2 separate regions of the Zea mays genome follow, and region 2 is linked to region 1. Evidence: chromatin contacts called from public Hi-C data. All regions are on one chromosome and are shown on one strand. Each heading gives the region's core, a stretch centred on a gene start, on an enhancer-like site or on the middle of the called end of the contact. The rest is flanking DNA. Distances are from core to core; before and after follow the strand shown.

Evidence for each region. Hi-C and Micro-C count contacts between places; a contact is called where the count stands out from the background.
Region 2: a contact with region 1 is called in a Hi-C map of leaf, with 7 times the contacts expected there. The contact joins the promoter of LOC103633391 here to the promoter of LOC100502395 in region 1.

The regions. Positions count from the first base shown.
Region 1 is chr7:172,172,974-172,176,122 of Zm-B73-REFERENCE-NAM-5.0, forward strand. LOC100502395 reads left to right here and starts at 1,277. Exons shown (of 6, transcript NM_001196873.1): 1 at 1,277-1,903; 2 at 2,859-2,997. The coding sequence starts at 1,338.
Region 2 is chr7:171,992,593-171,995,979 of Zm-B73-REFERENCE-NAM-5.0, forward strand. It overlaps LOC103633391 (formin-like protein 5), which reads right to left and starts at 1,374. Exons shown (of 18, transcript XM_008655097.4): 1 at 827-1,374; 2 at 1-199. The coding sequence starts at 899.

The DNA.
Region 1 (3,149 bases), core at 27-2,526:
TTAAAAATTGAAACATGTGCGTGGGCTGCAAAGATAATTTACACTGCGTTGCATGCCCCAATGCCCCTGTGGTGACCTGGACGCCATCATCTCTCCACTAAACTACAAGCCAGCAGTCTACATGACCAGCTGAGTTGTGATATATTCCTGGACCGAAACCGGACGAAACTCGGTGACGATTGTTTAGAGCAGCAGCAACTTTATTAGAGCTCATCACAGCTGGAGCTGGATCGGGCTACGTGTTGCGTGTAGCATATCAGCACGTGCGATCTTGCCTCTTCTGGTTTGGTGTTTGTAACCGGCACAAGATACTTGTACGCAGCATCTTGGATAAACTATAGCCATCGACAACATATATCGGACACAGGCAGCGGTCTTTTGACCGTATGATTGATTGAGGGGATCATTATTTGTTCGTATTAAAATTATGTCCATATGATATCGTTGTAGGACCAAGGTGGGGGCGGGCTGGCGGCGGGTGACTGGCCCGGAGTTAGGCACAAATTTCTCTAGATACATAGTCTAAGAGCAACTCTAAACTAACCCGAAAACTAATATTAGGGTTTCCCTCATTTCCGTGTGGATACTTCCTTCCCCAATCTAGACGCCCACGCTTGTATGACCTTCGCCCCCGCTCTGGTCCTTCCGTCGCTGCCGCTGGTGTTGCCAAAGTCCCAAGACTCGTCGGCGCCCGCAACAAGAAGATGGCAAGCCTCTGCTCGCCGACGAGCCACCATGGTCTTTCCGCTGCAGCCAACACCAGACCGCACCGGGAGGCCGGAGGCAACGAGATGGTGCCTGGTGCCTGGCACCATTAGTGTGTTTGATTAGATGTATATGGATGGATGCAAAAAAGTTGTCACAATTTATATAGTGTTCGGATGATAGTCACGTAAGAACAAGGTAAACACCGGAGTAATTTTTTTGGTGACGTGATCTAAAAATTCGAGAGAACGATGTCGCTCCAGCCTCATCCTACTTTGATCTTAAACCAAACACATCTCAATAACCTAACTCTTTGGATCTCCTCACATTGTTGACGTGCAGACCTCACATGACTCATGCGTTGCGCTGCGTGGCAGGAACTGTGGTTTCCGCGGTGTGTAGTCCGTTTCTGCACATCAAACCCGCCGTGCAAGTTGGCGGGCCTGGCGCAGAAGGACCTCCGGAAGCTGGCCTGCTACGGTAACCAAACAGGCCCAGGACTCTCATAGTGGATCCTGCTGTGCGCTTCGCCTCCAACAGCGTCAGCAACAGTACGCTTCAGCGCCTTCTGCTCATGCCCAAACCCCGAAGCGGAAGCCCCCCGACCCCAAACCTCGCAAGCGACCCCAGTAATGGCGACCAAGGCGCTATCCGTCTCCTCGCTCACCTCCACGGCCTTTGCCTCCTTTTCCTTGCCGCGGCCCCGCAGGCCTTCACCTTCGCCTCCCCTCCTCCGCCTTCTCGGTCCTCGCCCCCGCGCCTCCACTCTCTCCGCCGCCGCTCCCGACGACGAGGACGGCGTCGACACCGTGGAGCAGCTCCTCCACCCACGCCCGCCTGAGACCTCAGCCCCCGCCGGATCCCGCGGCCGGATCGACCGCCTCATGAAGCTCCAGCGCCGCGCCGACGGCGACGCCGTGCCCGGGGGGCGGAGGAGGTGGTTCCCTTACCTGGACGCGTTCCGGCCCGCGGCCGGGGGCGCGGAGCTGTCCAGCGGGGAGGTCATAGATGTGCTGGAGCCGCACATCCTAGAGGCGCGGCGGGACCGGATTCGACAAGCCGTTGGCAACCGGAGCTACGCCGTTTGCCTCGTGGTGGAAGGCCTCTCCGACTTCGGCAACGTCTCGGCCGCGTTCCGCTCCGCGGACGCGCTCGGCGTGCAGTCCGTGCACGTCATTTCCTGTGATAGCAGCAAAAGGTGCAGAGGTGAAGAGTGAAACTGAATTGCTACATATCACCTCACTTACTGTTGTTCATTTGTGTGTGTGGGGAGAGGCACAGGTGAAGAGTGAAACTGAATTGCTACTCTTTTAGAGTTACTTCATCAAACTCAAGACTGTGAGTGGCCAGTGAGAATCGATGCGACTCTAGAACCTAGTTTGGATGGGATGAGTTTGGTGCAATCAGCAACCCCATTAAAAGATTTCAGGCTGGTGATTTTTAGAGCACCACATCTGCACATTTTTGACTTCGAGTTTACTTCCGATCTATTATTCACTAACTTTACCTCGCCTCCAAAATGAGTAGTAGTTTGCATAATACACTGCCTTCTCTATGTTGAGGTGCCAGACAGCTGAGAAGTATTGTTTCTGGGCTCGTGCATTTTGTATCCAATGAGCTTAAACTACATGATTGCTGGGAAATGATTGGTAGCTATGCTGTTGCAATTTAGAACTGTGAAAACGACCCTACATAAACACTAAACAGAATGATCTGCATTCTTAGAGTTGCCAGATTGGTTACTGGATCTTACTCTCACTAAGGGCCCGTTCGTTTCTGCTGGAACAGACCAGGATTAATTCCAAATCTCCAAAACTTATAGTAATTATTGAAGGAATCCAAGCCAGATTTATTCCACCCCTTCATTCCATGCGAAACGAACAGACCCTAATTAGTTTTCAACTTGGATGGATCATGAATCTGACAAAATTCGTTCAAGAATAACGATATGCTTATTACTGTTGTTCTAGTGTTTTCACAAGGATCTTGTGCTTTATTTAGATTTTTTTAGCATATAGGAGTTTATCGAGGAGTCGTTAAACTAGATATCCATTAAGGGTGAAAATTCACAAGTTTGATATTACATCCTTTTGAAATGATAGGTTCCACTCAAGTAAACTGTTCTTCATTCAAATGCTTCTTTGCTTTTTCAGGTATAGAGACAACAGGCATGTGAGCATGGGTGCTGAGAAATGGCTTGACATTGAGATATGGAACTCACCTGCAGAATGTTTCAGTGCATTAAAAAAACGCGGTTATCGCATTGCGACCACTTATTTGGGAACTGATTCGGTATTTTTTTCACACTTCAACATTTTGGGGATTTGGTATCCTTTTCACTCTTGTACATCGTTATCTATCGGTTTCCTTGGAAATCTACGATCCACTATTCTGCACGAATTTCAGATGCCATGTGTCATTGAATGCACGGTCATATGTTCTTT
Region 2 (3,387 bases), core at 124-2,623, 180 kb before region 1:
TGTTGTGGGTAGTCCATTACTGTCATGTCATACTCAGATAATATGTCTGAAATTCGGCTTCTTTTGTCCCCAGACCAAAAATTGGATACCATAAATGATGCGTCCGGAAAAAATTCCTGCAACTGCGCAACAATGCCGCTCAAGTAATCCCGGTACTCATCCTCACCCATGGAATCAGTCGAGAAGCAGCAGTCGAACACTGAAAAGGCATCCGTAAACATTTGCACAATCAGATACATATCATTGAATTAGTCACCTAGTATTTAACCAAATCGAAAGGCATATAGCACAACAGGGTAGAAGCACCTCATTTCAACAATTGCACCTCATTGCAAATTTCCACACAATTCAGGTATTTGGTTCACTTTATTTCAATGGATAAGCGCACCATTATAGTTAACATGATTCAACAATCGAATTGAATTTGAATGTATGGACACGGTAGGGATGGAGATGAACATGCCAATTTAAGACAGGTGAAGCCTCCTAGAGAGCAAAAGTCCAGGAACACCATCAAATTCAAAGAAGTAAAGCGATTAAAGCCAAATGCAGCTAAATCTAAGACTGCTTCCACAACTCCAAACCCACAAACACACCAAACGGGTACCCCCCAGGATCCAAAATCAAAAGTTACTAAATCTAGCTGCTTATCGTCAACACTTGTGCTTCCAGCCGCCGAATTCCAGCTCAATTAAACTCATATATAACTTCCCCAAAAAAAAATCCAACCAAATCCCGAAGTCCAAAATCCTCCGCGGAGCATGAAGCGTCCCCGCGAATCTCGCACCCGCACGAACCAGGTCGACGGGGAGTGCGAGCATTATACCGTAGACGCGGTCGGAGATCTCGAGCAGCCGATCCGGGGTCTTCTTGAGGAAGAACTTGCGGAAGAGCGCCATCCTCCTCGCCCTCCCCCTCCTCCTGCTCCTCCTCCGCCCCCGCTGCCGCCGCCTCTCGGCCGGCGCCCGCCGAGCTGCTGTGCCTCCTCAGGCGGCCACCGGTCGTCGGCTCCGATCGGGGCGCCAAAGGCATGAGGGGGGCCGCGCCCGCCGCCGGCGGCGAGCTCCGGGGCGGCGACGCCGGGGATCTCGGGATCCGCAGCTCCGCCTAGGGCTCCGCGGCGGAGGGTGGAGCGCAGCAGCAAGGAGCCGGTGGTGGGGATGGGTGGGCGTGGGAGCCCGGGAGGCGGTCGAGGTCGAGGTCGAGGCACCGTGGGATTGGGACGCCTCTTCCTCTGCTTACTGCAGCCTTTCTCCTCGCTTAGCTTTAACTCTTCCCCCTCTCTTTTTCTTTCTTTTCACCCCTTCTCCTGTCCTGCGGCTGCTGCTTTTCTATGTAGTTTCCCGGGTTTTTACCGCTCAGACTTGGGTTTCTGGTCATTTTTTGTTTTGTATTTACTACTTGCCCGCTGCGGGGGCTGCGGTGACCGTTTCTGGTGCTGCCTTGACAGCGGTGAAGGCCGTGCGCTCCGCGACGCTGGTTTCTGAGCACGTGATCCACTCTCTCGCGGGACCCACGTCATGCTAGGCCCACGTGTCCGTGACGTTGTCTTCGTCGGGTGTGAATGGGGTGGCGTGAGGGAAGAGCGGAGTGTAATGTGCCTCGGCGGCTGTGTCGGTACGGGCGTCCCCGGATTTTCCCTTCTGGGCGACGGGAACGGGATATATGTTGGCTTTGCGGTAAGTTGGGTTACATTTTTAATCGCCCTACCTACTTGCTGTTTTGGGGAGGGTCACGACGTCACGTGGTGGCGGTCAAGTCAATCTGTTTTACCGTTTGCGCTGCTCTCGGGGAATTTAAGCGCGGTGGCATGTCTGTCCATGGCTGTCAATGGTGACATTTTCCATCATCAGAGGACAGAGAGCTGTCTCCGCATTACGCATTGATTAATGCAGTTCTTGTTTTCTTAATGATGCATTCATTTATAGGCAGGAGCAGCACGTACCATTTGCGTAACACGAGCTGGTAGTACTGTGCCATCTTTTCTGATGGGGATTTGGGATGGGGAAGGCACGATAGTCTTCTCCTGGGCCGACTTGAAATCTCCATCGCGCAGCTATACGATGCTAGCGTGAGTAAACTGGTTTTAGGAGCTTAACGTACATCTCAACGGACAACGGGGGGTGCCATGGTAGTGGTACTGCGGACTGCATTTTTTTCCCCGGCAGAGTAATAATGACGAGCACGATTGCGTCGTTTTTTGCAAAAACATTCTGCGCAATTTAAAAAAACACGACCACTGTGGACCAGATCCAATTGAATCTCTCTCTCTCTCTTCGCAAACAAAAAAGGAATCTCTCTCCACTCTCCAGTGATGCGTTTGCAGCCCCACACTCGTAGTCTAGATGTGCAGGGCAACGCAACCCCGCGCTAGCTAGTGCTGCTTCCATTCCATCATCTGCACAGAGCTGCAACGCAAAGCACAACTTGTGCAATTAATAAAGCACCGGAATTAAAGTAACACCACGTTTGGTTCCTTTAGTACATGGACTAAAGTTTAGTCCCTATCCTGTTTGTTATAGAGACTAAAACTATTCAAAACATATTAAATAAATCATAAGAGAACTAAAATATCCAATAGCATTCTTAAGTCATTAGTGTAACTGAAATAGGAGACAAAAAGTATAATTTATATGGTTTAGTCTCTTTTAGTTATCCCTTTAGTACTAGAGACTAAAACAATTTAGTCCATATTTTATTTCTATTGTTTAACAATTTAAAGACTAAAATAGAGAGACTATTTTTTAGTCCATCAAACTAAACGAGACCTAAATTGAACGTCGACATAGCAGAGCTTCACCAAACGTCCTCCTGGACCAGCCTTTCCCCCCTCAGTCGCGAAAGGGCCTCTAGCGTAATGGTTAAGGCTTCCGAGTAGCACCTCCAGGTCCTGGGTTCGATCCCCCTCGGGGACGAATTTCTGGCTTGGTTAAAAAAATCCCCTCGCTGTGCCCCGCCCGCTCCCGGGTTACGTCCTACGCGCCACCCTCCGGTTGGGTCGTTGCAGAGTGGACGGTGACGGCCCGCTAGTGATGGGGGCCAGGGTTCGGGGATTTTCTCGGCCGGGACCATGTTTCGGTCTCTTCTTAATATAATGACGGCCCGCTAGTGATGGGGGGCCAGGGTTCGGGGATTTTCTCGGCCGGGACCATGTTTCGGTCTCTTCTTAATATAATACCGGGAGGGCGGTCTTTCCCTCCCCCGCCGAGTTTCCTCCCTCAGTCCAGCCACGCACATCTCCAGCGTGAGGTGAGAAAATGAGACCACCAAGCAGGTAACCAGCACAGGGAAGCCAACACGTGCAAGGCAACGGGAAAGCGAGCCCGGTGCTGCACGTCCGGGCGTGGAAAAAGCAAGCGCGCGATTTGATTGGTTTTACTTTTTTTT